Linked DNA regions of Mus musculus: all the other regions are linked to region 1. A link is a contact called in public Hi-C and promoter capture Hi-C data. All regions are on one chromosome and are shown on one strand. Each heading gives the region's core, a stretch centred on a gene start, on an enhancer-like site or on the middle of the called end of the contact. The rest is flanking DNA. Distances are from core to core; before and after follow the strand shown.

The links. Promoter capture Hi-C pulls out the DNA fragments that hold promoters and counts their contacts. A called contact is a pair of places that touch in the nucleus more often than the background predicts.
Region 2: a contact with region 1 is called in a promoter capture Hi-C map of pre-B cells. The contact joins the promoter of Rsrc1 here to the promoter of Slc33a1 in region 1. A contact is called at or near these places in 2 of 39 promoter capture datasets (the HPC-7 cell line and pre-B cells) and 2 of 9 other capture datasets (embryonic stem cells and liver).
Region 3: a Hi-C map of regulatory T cells shows a contact between it and region 1, with 5 times the contacts expected there. The contact joins the promoter of Mfsd1 here to the promoter of Slc33a1 in region 1. A contact is called at or near these places in 1 of 39 promoter capture datasets (pre-B cells) and 2 of 484 Hi-C or Micro-C datasets (CD4 T cells and regulatory T cells).
Region 4: a promoter capture Hi-C map of pre-B cells shows a contact between it and region 1. The contact joins the promoter of Lxn here to the promoter of Slc33a1 in region 1. A contact is called at or near these places in 2 of 39 promoter capture datasets (hematopoietic stem and progenitor cells and pre-B cells).

The regions. Positions count from the first base shown.
Region 1 is chr3:63,962,694-63,966,116 of GRCm38.p6, reverse strand. It overlaps Slc33a1 (solute carrier family 33 (acetyl-CoA transporter), member 1), which reads left to right and starts at 1,384. Exons shown (of 6, transcript NM_015728.5): 1 at 1,384-2,701. The coding sequence starts at 1,927. It also overlaps a transcript of Gmps not described here.
Region 2 is chr3:66,983,668-66,986,977 of GRCm38.p6, reverse strand. Rsrc1 (arginine/serine-rich coiled-coil 1) reads right to left here and starts at 1,316. Exons shown (of 10, transcript NM_025822.4): 1 at 1,172-1,316.
Region 3 is chr3:67,581,474-67,584,549 of GRCm38.p6, reverse strand. It overlaps Mfsd1 (major facilitator superfamily domain containing 1), which reads right to left and starts at 1,782. Exons shown (of 16, transcript NM_025813.3): 1 at 1,573-1,782. The coding sequence starts at 1,732.
Region 4 is chr3:67,462,284-67,465,416 of GRCm38.p6, reverse strand. It overlaps Lxn (latexin), which reads left to right and starts at 1,510. Exons shown (of 6, transcript NM_016753.4): 1 at 1,510-1,831; 2 at 2,996-3,058. The coding sequence starts at 1,703. The region is part of intron 13 of Gfm1 (G elongation factor, mitochondrial 1); the gene reads right to left.

The DNA.
Region 1 (3,423 bases), core at 135-2,634:
AGCGTTCAGGAGTAAGAGGCAGGTGGATCTCTGTAAGATCAAGTCCAGCCCGGTCTACAGAGTGAGTTTCATGCCAGTAAGGACCATACAGTAAGATCCTGTTGAAAAAAATAGAGACTTTTGGTCTCACATAGATAACACTATAAACTGTTTTCCACTCCAATTTTTGAGACAGAGACTTGCTATATATCCATGGATGGCCAGGAACTCGTTTTATAGACTAGTCTGGATTACAAGCATGCACCACCACAACCAACTCTGTTCCTCTCTTTAACAAAGATTAGAAGACTTCATGGTCACTGTGTTCTTTCATTGAAGTATATCAGACTAGGTGTGGTGGCTCATGTATAGAATCCTAGGACTCTAGAAGTTAAGGCAGGAGTATGGCCATAAGTTTGAGACCAGCCTGGGTACATATGCTAGCTTATGTAACCCAGGACTCAGTATCAATACAATGAAAATGAAAGACGAATAATAATAATAATAATAATAATAATAATAAGCAAAGTCTCACATTTCTATGACCATACAAGAGCTGGAGAGAAGGGGGAGGAGAGGAAAAGGAAGGACCCAGGGAGAAATGAGAAGAGAACATGGGAAATTAGCTAAGTGGTTAATAAGCTGTAGAAATCAGAAAAGTGGGAAGGCAGCAAATCCACAAGGGAATTTATGGTTTGTTTTTGTTTTTAATGAAGAAAGCATGTACTATTACACTTGAAATGGCATTTGAAAAACTGGCCAATTATGAATCCAATAAAATTCTTGGAAAACTTATTTCTTTGTTATCACTGAAATACTAAATCTAGTATCTCAACATTTCAAGCTCTAAGAGCTTCCAACGATTCACCAAAACTCGAAGAAGTGCGTCGTTATGCACTTAAAATGCATAACCATGGATGACATGAAAGGAGAAAGGTGGTTTCGAGACGTTTCCATTGGCAAAAAAATAAGATGCAGCAGACTGAAATTTACCTCCTTCACTCTGTGTATCTAGCGTTCCCCTACATTTCTTCCTTGACATTGGGGGAAATGGACAGCCTTATTCGTTCTGTGTATTAGGTAGGAGTGTTTCCATTTAGTCGGGCATAAAGGACCCACAACCTGACACCAAAGCTTAGTAACTGCAGGTTCACAAAGCAGCATTATTACCCAACTACAAGCCTGGAAGTTATGTACTGAATTAAATAAGTACAAACTCGCCTACAGACCTTGTGCAATGTTATCACCAAGGCCTAGGCCAATCCAGAAAACCCGCGCTCACGTGGCGACGAGGGCCCAATGGCCGAGGCACACGAGTTCCATGCAAGCGCATGCGCAAACGGAACCGGGTTTGTTAAGACGTTCCGTCCTGGACGCTCGGTACGCTGGCGTTATTCCTCCCTCGGGGTTAGAATCGAGGGAATTAATGGTTCCTAGCAAACGTTGCTCGCGGTCGCCGCCACCGGAACTTGTTCTGATTCGCTGGCTCCGTCGGGAGGCACGGAACCCATTTTGGCAGGGAACCACTTCCCGAAGCGCGAGGCAGGAAGTTATCCTTTACCTCTGGTGTCTACTGAGGAGGGTGCCCGCTGCAGTGTCAGCTGGTGGACGGGCAAGAGAGCGTTCGAGTCCCCGCTGCAGTTAAGAGCCAGACTCCGTCGCAGCGCCACGGCACGCTCCGCCAGCCTCAAGCCGGGTGCGGCTGCACGGGGAGCTCTTGCCGGCTCCCTGAAGTCGCTCCTGTGGGCAGCGACCCAGGCTTCGCCTGGGCCACCTGCCAGGGATCTGGCTCCCTGCTGCAAAACAGCGACCAGTCTCTCCGCGTCCGCCCTCCCGGCGTTGAACCACCGTGACCCGGGTCCAGAGAGACTGCCTTGGACCTGGGACTAGACTGATCAAAACGCCAGCCTCAGGCCCCCACACACCGGGCTCTGCGTCGTCTCTGATATGTCACCGACCATCTCCCACAAGGACAGCAGTCGGCAGCGGCGGTCAGGCATGTTTAGCCACGCTCTGGATATGAAGAGTGGCCCGCTGCCACCGGGCGGCTGGGATGACAGTCGCCGAGACTCGGTGGGCGGGGAGGGGGACCGGGAAGTTCTTCTAGGTGATGCCGGCCCTGGTGACTTACCTAAAGCCCCGCGGAGCTATAGATCCGAACTAAGTAGCATTTTGTTACTACTCTTTCTTTACGTGCTTCAGGGCATTCCCTTAGGCCTGGCGGGGAGCATCCCCCTCATTTTGCAAAGCAAAAATGTTAGCTATACAGATCAGGCTTTCTTCAGTTTTGTCTTCTGGCCATTCAGTCTTAAGTTGCTCTGGGCTCCCTTGGTTGATGCCGTCTACTTTAAGAACTTTGGTCGTCGCAAGTCCTGGCTTGTCCCTACTCAGTATACACTAGGAATCTTCATGATATATTTATCCACTCAAGTGGACCGTTTGCTCGGAAATATTGATGGCAGAACACCGGATGTAGTTGCTCTCACTGTGACATTCTTCTTGTTTGAATTCCTGGCTGCCACACAGGACATCGCTGTGGATGGTTGGGCATTAACTATGTTATCCCGGGAAAACGTGGGCTATGCTTCGACATGCAATTCTGTGGGCCAAACAGCTGGCTACTTTTTGGGCAATGTTTTATTTTTGGCTCTTGAATCTGCTGACTTTTGTAACAAATACTTGCGGTTTCAGCCTCAACCCAGGGGAATCGTTACCCTTTCAGGTAGTGTACTTAAAACTATTATACTGTTAGGTTTATTTTATGCTTATGAATGCTTTTGATGAAACATCAGATGGGAGCTCTCATTTGTTTGCATACATTTTTTACTTTTAATGATGCACAAGATATTTTACTTCATTTCCCTTTCAAATTAACACAATATTGGATTCCATTATGAGATTTTCATACTTTGCTCACAATCACTTCCATAACACAGCCTTGTTCTCTACATCTACCTCCTAGTCGTCTTCCTTTAAACAGTTCACACACACATTTTTCTTTTCCTTCCAGATTCTTTCTAGAAGAGAAACCATTTGATGTTTGTCCTTCTGCTTGCTTTTGAATTTTTTCTGAATTCTGTTTACAGGATTTTTAAAAGGCTCTATATATCCAGCTTGAGACACAGTCCTGCTTCACCCTCCCGAGTGCTAATATTACAAGCATGTGCCACTACAGCTGGCTTTTTAAATTTTACTGGGAACTTATATGATAGATACCTAAGTATGTTTTCTGTTTTATTAAAGTGTGCTTCTTTCAAGTATTCCTTATGTCAGCCTATTAACACAGTCATATTGATCAGTACTCTTTAGTGAATAGGAAAAAAGCAACCGATAGAATCACAAAATTTCTGAATTAAAGATCCATGGACATTTGCCTGACACAGAAGTATACATTTTAAAATGTGGGTCATATGGTTCACATTTTTTCTTTTGTGTTTTGGTGAA
Region 2 (3,310 bases), core at 67-2,566, 3.0 Mb before region 1:
GAAAGTTATCTGTAAATGCACTACAACAACCCTATGACAACCAATTCACATCACAACTCTCCACGCTGAATATGTAGAGACTGGGTCATCGAGGCCAATTAACAGACAAGTGCCAGCTGCCTTTGTCTTTTTCAGCTTCAGACATTTTTAGCCTTCTTATTGAACATACAGTCATAAAGTGCTACCACTTAGCAAGAAATCTCCTTTGTCTGCAAAGAAAGTGAATATTCATAAACTCTAAGACTGGAGAAGCTCTCAAAGGAGAGCTGCTTTCCCCACATGGTTGTACCTGTCACATCTGCTCCACTCCTTAAAACCTGAAAACTCTACGTAGCTACTTCACTGGGAGCTTTTACATCTAAGTTCAAAGATGACAACTCGAATACCTTCATATGCCAGCACATGATGTGTGAATTTATTTAACAACCTAGTACTTAGTAGGGACAAAACTGGGCTGCTGGCAAATCTAGAGCTTTCCCCCCCCCCTCAATAAACATTTTAAATACAACTCAGAAATTACATTAATAATAACCTAAAATCGAGGGCAGACAACATCCATTGTAACTCCTGAGAAAGGTGAATGAGTTCAGGAGTTAACTATCTGGTCACATGACCAAAAGTCTAGAAGGTAAATTCACAGACTGTTTAAAGTGATGTGTGTATATGTCAAGACAGGAAGGGTCTGTCTAACCATGTATTCTCTCTCCAGCCAACAAGCATCCGATAGACAGGAGAAGGGGTGGGGATTCCGTGCACACTTAGCCACAGCCTCCCCCTCGCTCCGACTACCTGGAGGAGGTGAGAGTGAACCTGGCTAAAAAGGAAGGACAACTGGGAATCCGAGGAACGGCGATCGAGGACCCGCGGGACCCGCGGACTGGGGGCTACCTCTCCACATCAACTCCACACTGTAGGCCAAGCCTGGGGCCTGCGGCCGCTCGCCACCCGCGACCACTCCGGCGACCCCCTCGCCCAGAGCCAGCAGGCTGGGACCCTGCAAGGTGCGGGGCGCATGCGCACGGCTACAAACCGCACGCCGCGGGCCCAGGCCCAACCCTCGGCGAGCTCCTGGCCACAGACTGCGCCAGGCCCCACGCCGCCTCCCGCAGAGCTGGGCCTCGCTACGCCTCCTTCGCGGGCGCCGCCCCCAAGCTCTGGACGCCGGCATCACCTGGCTCGACCTTCGGGTTCGCACCTCCCGACGTGGGGACCTGGAACCCCCTCTTCTAACCACGGCGCCACCGGCGTCCTCAGAACTTGCTTCAATTTAAGCTCAGCGCCTTCCTGGTTCCAGCACCAGGCAGCTTCAGCCGAGCTGTCGAGTGCGTCGATGCAGGCTGCTGGACCATTAGGAATGCCGAGCGAGTGGATTGTCATGCCGCCAATTTTTTGTTTAATGTTTGTTTTGCGTGTTTGCATAATTGGATTTTCTTATTCTCCAAAAGCAATAAAGGTGGTACTATGGGATGTTACTGCCTTAGTATTCGCCGTTATCGTCACAGATAATCAGCAAACATCTACATCGTAAGAAGTTATGTTTAAGACATCCGCGTAGAGCAAAATTGGTTAGTTCCTGTTGAGCGAGGTGGAAATTCGCCCAACAATAATAAATCATGGGAGTGTGTCTGCATAGAGTCGTGTGTGATTAAACTGTAATGATTTATTTGCAAAAAAATACATTAAAATCGGTGGGTTTTTTTTTTTTTTCCTGCCATGAAGGTGAAGGCATTCACGGATTGGAAGCAATTAGTTTCTCCTATTAAAGAAACTGTTAGATAGGAGGAAGAAATCTGCCCGATAGGAGAAGGTTCCTCTAGAAGAGAAAGTAAATGGGTAGATTTATAAGAAAGAAAGAAAGAAAGAAAGAAAGAAAGAAAGAAGCTTCTATTACCGAAATTAAAGAAACGTGGCATTTTCTGTAATATACAATATTTTCCTTGTATGACTTTTCTTTCATGATTTAGTATAAGGAAACAAAAATGAGGAGATATATAAAATATTAACTTGGATTCAGGCCTACTGTTAGCTAGATACTAAGGTTCAGATTTCCACAGAGATTTGAGATGGAACTCACTTCCAGTATAGGTTTATTCCTGGAAAGTAACTGGACCTTAACTAGCCAGTTTTGAGGGACTCTTTTAAAACAAAACCACAACACTACATGTTTGTTTTAAATAATTCAAAAACTGGGGGAACTCTTGGGGGGGGGGGGTCCTGATTATTTTTGTATCTGTCCATAGGCTGTCTCCTGAGTTTTAAAGTCAATGTTCCTTTCAAAACTTTGACAAAGTAAAATAAAATAAAATAAAATAAAATAAAGGCTTTGAAATGTCTTTTCTCAGGAAAATATTTGCTGTTTGGTGAAACATCATACTTCATAGCTTTTATTAATACAATTTCCAAACTTTTAATTTCTTAAAACTGAAACTTCCTAAAAGAGGGACTATTGGGGATGGCGAGGAAGGGAATGGGGGGGGGGATATAAGAGGCTAACAGAAGAGGTGTATGTTTCCATATGTGAAAAGTTCATAAAGAAAACCATACAATTATATGCTAATAAAAATTTTAAATTAAACTTCCTTTACACAAATGGGAGTCAGACACTGGAGATTTATCATTGCTTCATCTACCACCCCTATAGTTAGAATGAGTCAAGAAGATGAAATAATAGAGAAATCTATTGGTTCAAATTACAGGATAGTCATGCCTGATCTTTCTCTGGTTACCTTTAAAGTGGTCATCCTTCTAGTACAGAAGATGGCATAAGCGTTTGTATTTAAGTCCTGTGGTTAAAAGGATGAAGAAGCGTCTGGGGGTCTCCTGATCTCTTACCAGGCTTCTAGCAGGGGCTATTTGGGAGGTGTTTACGAATATGTATTTCGTCATAGAGGTTGAAAGCTACTGAAACACCATGTCAACTTAGTGGATCCCATTACTAAATGATCTTTTTTAAACAGTTTCACAAAAGAGTAAAATTCTGTGATTATTCTCCGGAATTACAGTGTTACAGATAGCAGACCGATGCTCAATGTGACATTGCTCCTAAATTCATAGAAGTTAGGAAGCAGTAAGGTTTTGAGTCTTGTGAAATAATAAAAGCAAGAGTTCATGTACTTCAATAATACCTAAATGTTTAATGCAATCGCTGTTAACCATGTAAAGGTATGCCTTTGTCCTAAAAGCAGGGTGGGAAATGTTTCTAGAAGGAAGGATAATGTCAAAGAAAAAGTAAAGCAACATTTCTAATAAGCTTTATTTTCATGTCCTTTAAATGTGCAATGTAGTTAGTATTACAAGAAGTTATGGAACG
Region 3 (3,076 bases), core at 533-3,032, 3.6 Mb before region 1:
TTTAAGGTTTACTATGGCTGACACTATGACAACAGATTTTTTTTTCTTGCTTGTGTGTTTGTTTTACACCACTTCCTGATCTACCATTCCAAAGAACTTCCACAAGGTAGTGGTGTGCATACACAGCATATACCAGAAACCTGATAAAGAGGTCAACATCAACTGCTTTTAATCATTTCGTTTCCGTCTTTCTTCCCATGCTTATCACTGTATTAACATCTTCATGAAATCGCTGCATTTCCCTTACTTAAAAAAAGTCTACAAGCATCCTCTACAGGTGCACGTTAGCTGGGTCCTCACTTTTCTTGAAAGCAGAGGTAACTCAGAGATTCAAACCAAACCAGTATTTGATATAGATCCTGATCCTGCAAACAAACAAACAAAAACAAACAAAAATACCCAGGAGCAAATAACTGAGTGAAAACTGGGCTAGAAACAAGAACAACACAAGCGCCAGTCTAAGGGATCAAATGAAAACTGGCAATGTCTCCTGGGAGCGGGGAAAGCTGACAGGCTTGAAGAAGCCCCAAGGTAACACTGCCTGTTTCCCCGCTGACTCTGTAAATACACAAAGCTAGCGGTCCAAAGGTGGAGAAGGCAGCTAGCGACAGGGCGGCTCTAGTTTCTCAAACCCAAACTTTCAGCCCAATCTACCTACCAAAAATAAACTGTCAACTTGAGTAGGGACAATTTCTTCAAGTGTTTTGTCTATGCTTACTGGTTATTGATTCTAAACCTAGAAACTTCTCCTTCAGGATTTAACTGCTTATAAGAAATTCAATACCATGGTTGGTTGGTTGGTTGGTTGAGACAAGATCTCACTTTGTAGCCCTGGCTGGCCTCTCTAGCGCACAGACATGTCCCTGTCTTCCAGTACTGAGATTAAAGGGCGCCACCACTATCAGCTCAATACGTTTTAAAGCAAATGAGTACCATCTTCTCAAAAATAAAGAAACCGAAGCCCAAAGTATCTTTTATAAACCAGGTGCATGTATTTCTGAATCTGATCCCCCTGAAACACTCTTTCAAGCCAAGCCAGTTGTTACGAATCCGAACAGTTTCAATGTAAACTAAAAACTGTAACACGGGAGGGAAGGGTGTCTTTAAAAGTAGCTAATGAAAGTGTTTTGCGCCAGATCAGATTTCATAAGTGAAACCAACTTAACAAGTGTGGTCCTGCAAGGCTGTCTCACAGAGGAAAGGTAAGAAAAGACTCCTACTAAGGTGTACTTAGCAGTGAACACTATCCAAAGCGGATCCGAGCTCTAAAAGAATACAAAGGAAAGCACTGGGGAATGGGAGGGGTCGCCTGGGGAGGGAGGAAGAGGGACTTAGTCACGCTCTGAAATTCCCCCAGCAACGTTCTGAAACTCTCGGGAGCACAGCTCTCCGGGAGAAAGATCTGAGTTTCCTTCTCATCTGCGTCCCCAGGGAGGAGCTGCTGAACACCGGGGCTTGGAGGAACAAACGTCACCTCGCTCCAGACACTTGGAAAAAGCGGGCTCCCGAGCCCAGGCAGCAGCGCGAACCCTGGAATCCCTCTATCATCTGCCCCAGCCGAGCCCCGCTCACCGAAGCCAAGGAAGCACATGAGCGACAGCACCACGAGCCGGTGCGCCAGGCGGCTGGGGTCGCAGAGCGCGGACAGAGCGCGAGGGGCGCCATGGACTGCGCTGTCCGCCTCGCGGCGGCCCCCAAGCAGCGCCCGATCTTCCCCATCCTCGTCCTCCATCAGCTTGCAGCCTGGAACGGAGCAGGAAGCAAAGGCAGGGCGGCAGCGGCAGCGGCAGCACTCACGTGATCACGTGTGTTCACGTGACTTGCTCGGGCCACGCCTCTCCGTGCTCACGTGAACGGTTGCTCACGTGGTGGCCGGGCTCCCGTGCTGCCTTTCTGTTCTGCCGATGGGGTATAGATCCGGTCGGGAGTGGGAGTGAGCGACCGGGTTCTCATTAACATCTGATTTAAAACCAGTAGGAAGTGGTGGTGCAGAAGTCGTGGTGGAAGGCTTGACCTGAACCCAGCTCAGTCCTCCCTCCCTCACTTCGCCAACTCTTCATGAAGAGTTGTTAAGTTGACCTGACGGAACAGCATATGATGTACCTGACACTTATGTACTAGAAAAGAGGACAAATTCTCTCACCTCTGAATATGGGTGAGAGAATTTCCTTAGGTGGACAGAAACTAATCATGTGGGTGGATGGATGGTGACTGCAGCTGAAAGAGTTATTGAATTCCTCTGGGTTTTATACGTTTATAATTACACGTTTATACTGATCTTGGAGTAAGAGGAAAGTCGAGTAAAGTAGAAACACGAACATCCTAAATGAGGAGCCATTCAGAGATGTCCAGCAGAGTATAGAGACCACTAGGTTTGTTTTGAGAAGTTTGATTTGGCAGCGCAGCCTTCTACCCCACATTTCTAGGTTTGCCGAGTCTTTGCAGTAGAATTTTGAGTGTAGCAAGGCTAGGTGCTAAATAGCTGTAAAGCGTGCCGCAGAAGTGAAAGTGAGAGGCTCAAAGCTGGAGCTATCGCACCAAGGAGAGATCCAGTGACTAAATGAGGACTTGCTTAAACAATAGCACCTGGGATTTGAAAAAGGAGGAGGACTTTTGAGTGTTTTCTAGACTCCTAGCTTGGGCCCTCCAAAGAGATCCAAATATGGGGGATGGGGAAGCAGAGGGACTGTGTCAGAGAGATACCGTTTGGAATGTTTATGCATAGCCTGCTGTCTACCTTGCATTCCCCTGACTAACACTGTGCAGTTGCCAGCACAGTGGTCATACCCCACCTTGGGCTTAATCTTTCACTCAGCATCAGCTGTACTACAATGAAGGGCCTAGACCATCAGTTTACATTCCTTGGCTTTGTCCACAGTATAGATTACTGTCTTGTGCTGGCTAGTTTTATGTCAACTTGACACAAGCTGAAGTCATCTGAGAGGAGGGAGCCTCAGTTGAGAAAATGCCTCCATGGAATGAACCTGTAGGCAAGGCTGTAGGACATTTTCTTAATTAATGACTGTTGGGGAGGGCCCAGCTACCCTTGGGTTGATAGTCTGAGGTTCTATGAGAA
Region 4 (3,133 bases), core at 261-2,760, 3.5 Mb before region 1:
GAAGACAATCTACATATTACTCAAGTCTGAAGATAATGGACTGAATATCAACCACTGGTGAGATTGTAGTAGGTAACCAAGACCCAAGTGGGACTGAACAGACAACTCAGTGGTTGAAAACACTTTCTGCTCTTGCAGACTGGGATTTGATTCCCTGCAACATGGTGGCTCACAGTCATCTCTAACTCCAGTCCCATGGAATTTGACACCTTTTACTGACACCTCCTTGGGCAATAGGGACACACACACACACACACACACACACACACACATCATGCAGGCAAAAACTCTAAGAAAGACATTTTAAAAGAAGGCACAAGGCTAGGAATGATATTCTTGCAATTCAGTTTATTTAATGTTTAAATGAAAAAGTTTCCCTTTTAAGTAATAATTACAATTTTAAGAAACCTCAAGTGCCATCATGCCAGTCTATACTAATTATTAAATACAGAATCTTTGACTATTCGTTAGACTTTAAAATGCTCACTTTGGAAGCCCATACTCACACACACACTCTCTCCTAAAGGGGTTGGCTTACAGCTAAAAAGACAAACATTTCCAATATCAAGAGAAAAAAAAAAAGTTAGACTTGTTATCCCCTAGCTGCTTCATTGCTGTTGGCTAACATAACTAGAAAAGATGGGGAATGAACGAACTGAGTTGGTTGGTATTTAATAATCCACTGGGCCCAAAGAAAGTCCTCAGTTATAGGAAAGCTCCATTAGCACACGAGGAAAGCAACACGTGTCCCACAGGGCACCTTCCCCTTCTCTGCAGAGTGGCTGCAACATAGACAGTCTACCCAGAAAGCCTCCAACCATCTACCTTTTAAGAGAAATAGAGATGGGGCTGGAGAGTTGGCTCGGCAGCTGAGGCAGAGGACTTGAGTTTGGTCCCCAGCACCCATACTGTGTGGCACACAACTCCAGCTCCCGGGTAATCTGATGTGCCTGCACACACGTGTGCACATACACATAAAAAGTCATTAAAATAGGATTTCAAGAAAGATGGGAGTGGTGGTTCACGCTCATTAAGCTTTATATTTCTAAGATCACTAAGGTCTTATGAATGGGGAAGTATTTCCTCTGATCCTGACCAGTCTCCCAACGTTTTAAAATGGCTTTTCTGCTTTCCCACTCTGGATCTGCCTCTAAAGGAACCTGGCTGAGCAAGAGTCTCACAAAGGGAAGGGTAAGGGCTGAATTACACTTGGAGCACTTTGCCCCCTGCCCCGTGACAGCCCGTTTGAAAAAGGAGAGGTGTACTCTAATCTGTACGTGAAACAGCCAGCGATTCCTCATCCGGCAGCTGAAGCCCTCAGAAGGACCCATCGAGGCAAGGCCAGAAAGCCCTTCCCCTTCCTCCAGGTTCTCCCTCCCGCTCCACACCTGCCCAGACCCGCGGGAGCCGGAGGGAATGCCCGAGCTTTTCTCCCGGAGGTGCCCGCCTACCCCAGGGCGGGGCCGAGGCTCCCGGCAGAGCCACTGCCCGAACGGTTTCCTGAGTGAAGGAGGAAGAGGGAAGGAAGGCGCTGAGGAGCGAGCAAGCGCGCACGCCCAGCCCAGCTACCGACTGACTTCACCACCTCACCGACACCCACTTGGACACCCACTCGGCTGGCCAGCACTCCACACTGACGGGACCCTGGCTGCACCCGCCGTGATCTCTTTGAACTAGGATAGCCCGCGCTGTCTCCCCCAAGATGGAAATCCCACCCACCCACTATGCTGCGTCCAGGGCCGCCTCGGTGGCGGAGAACTGCATTAACTACCAGCAGGGGACTCCCCACAAGCTGTTCCTGGTGCAGACGGTCCAGCAGGCCAGCAAGGAGGTGAGTCTGCGAGGAGAAGCCCTGCGATCGGCTCCCCCTACTGCCCCCACCCCATCCCGGCCGCGGGACCCTGCTCTGCCTCTGAATAGCATTGCTATGAGCTCCCCTATATGGGACTCATCCCAGAACTGTTTGCTTTCACGGTAAAGCAGAGGACCTATGCAGCCAGATTTTGTGCATATTAGTTTAAGGGATTGGGAAATACACGGGGTTAATCTCACCCTTTCCTGTGGAGAGAAGAGGTCTAGGGAAGACAGCATTCTAAACAATCTGGAAGCTGTTATAGTTTCTCCATCTGCCGCTAGCTAGCCTTGGCCAACAAAAGCTCATGGCCTCCAAACGACTCCATAAACTTTTAAGAGTAACTCTTAAGCCCTTTGCCCAAAACGACGGGAAAACGCAAGAAATTCGCCCCGAGGAAAAAACAAAGGCAGTGTGGGCTGCTCGGGCTCCAGCCGCCCACATCCTGCCTGACATGCAGCCTTGCCTCTGCTGAAGCCGGCTAGGCTAAAGGGCCTCACCTACCTAGCGAGTGTCCCTATTTTTTTTTTCTTACAGCTCAAGATTTTTTTGGCTGACAAAGAAATGATTTTTATTTTCGAAACTGTACTAGATAATATAAATTAGTTACACACTTCAAAACTGGCTTTCATTTAAAAGGGGGATATCTAAATGATCTATTCATAAGGTCTTTTGAAGTGGTGTTTGACAGGACAGTATCAACAGCACTTACACACACTGTCTCTGAGCACTTGGCACTCATCCACCACACGTCGTTTACTCACTGAACACTCTGGTACCCCCGGCTTTAAGACAAACCCTTCCAAAGATGTGCCTACTGCCACTGCATCTGTGTCCTCTGTACGTTTCCACCCGCTTCCTAGACCTACCTAAATAAACTTGCTAGATACTGCCAAGTCCATGCTAGACACCCGATGACCGCCTTCCTGAGCAGCCGGGCTTGGGAAGCGATGAAGGATGGTAAGATGTACAGTCATGAGGAACGTCAGAACAAGACCCCTGGGATGTTTTAAAAGACGCAAAACTTTAGTGTATTTCTTCCCACCAGCCACCCTCCCAGTCACGTAATAAGAATGTCCTAACTAAAAAGATGTGATATATTACAGTATTCTTTTCTCCACTATATTTTTTTCTTAATTTTAGGATATCCCAGGAAGAGGGCACAAGTACCATCTTAAGTTTTCTGTGGAAGAAATTATCCAAAAAGTAAGTGAGCTGTCTTTTCTAGAATACGCGTGCGTTCTCAGTGTTGCGGCTCATTCTCGCTGAGGGTTTACCCTG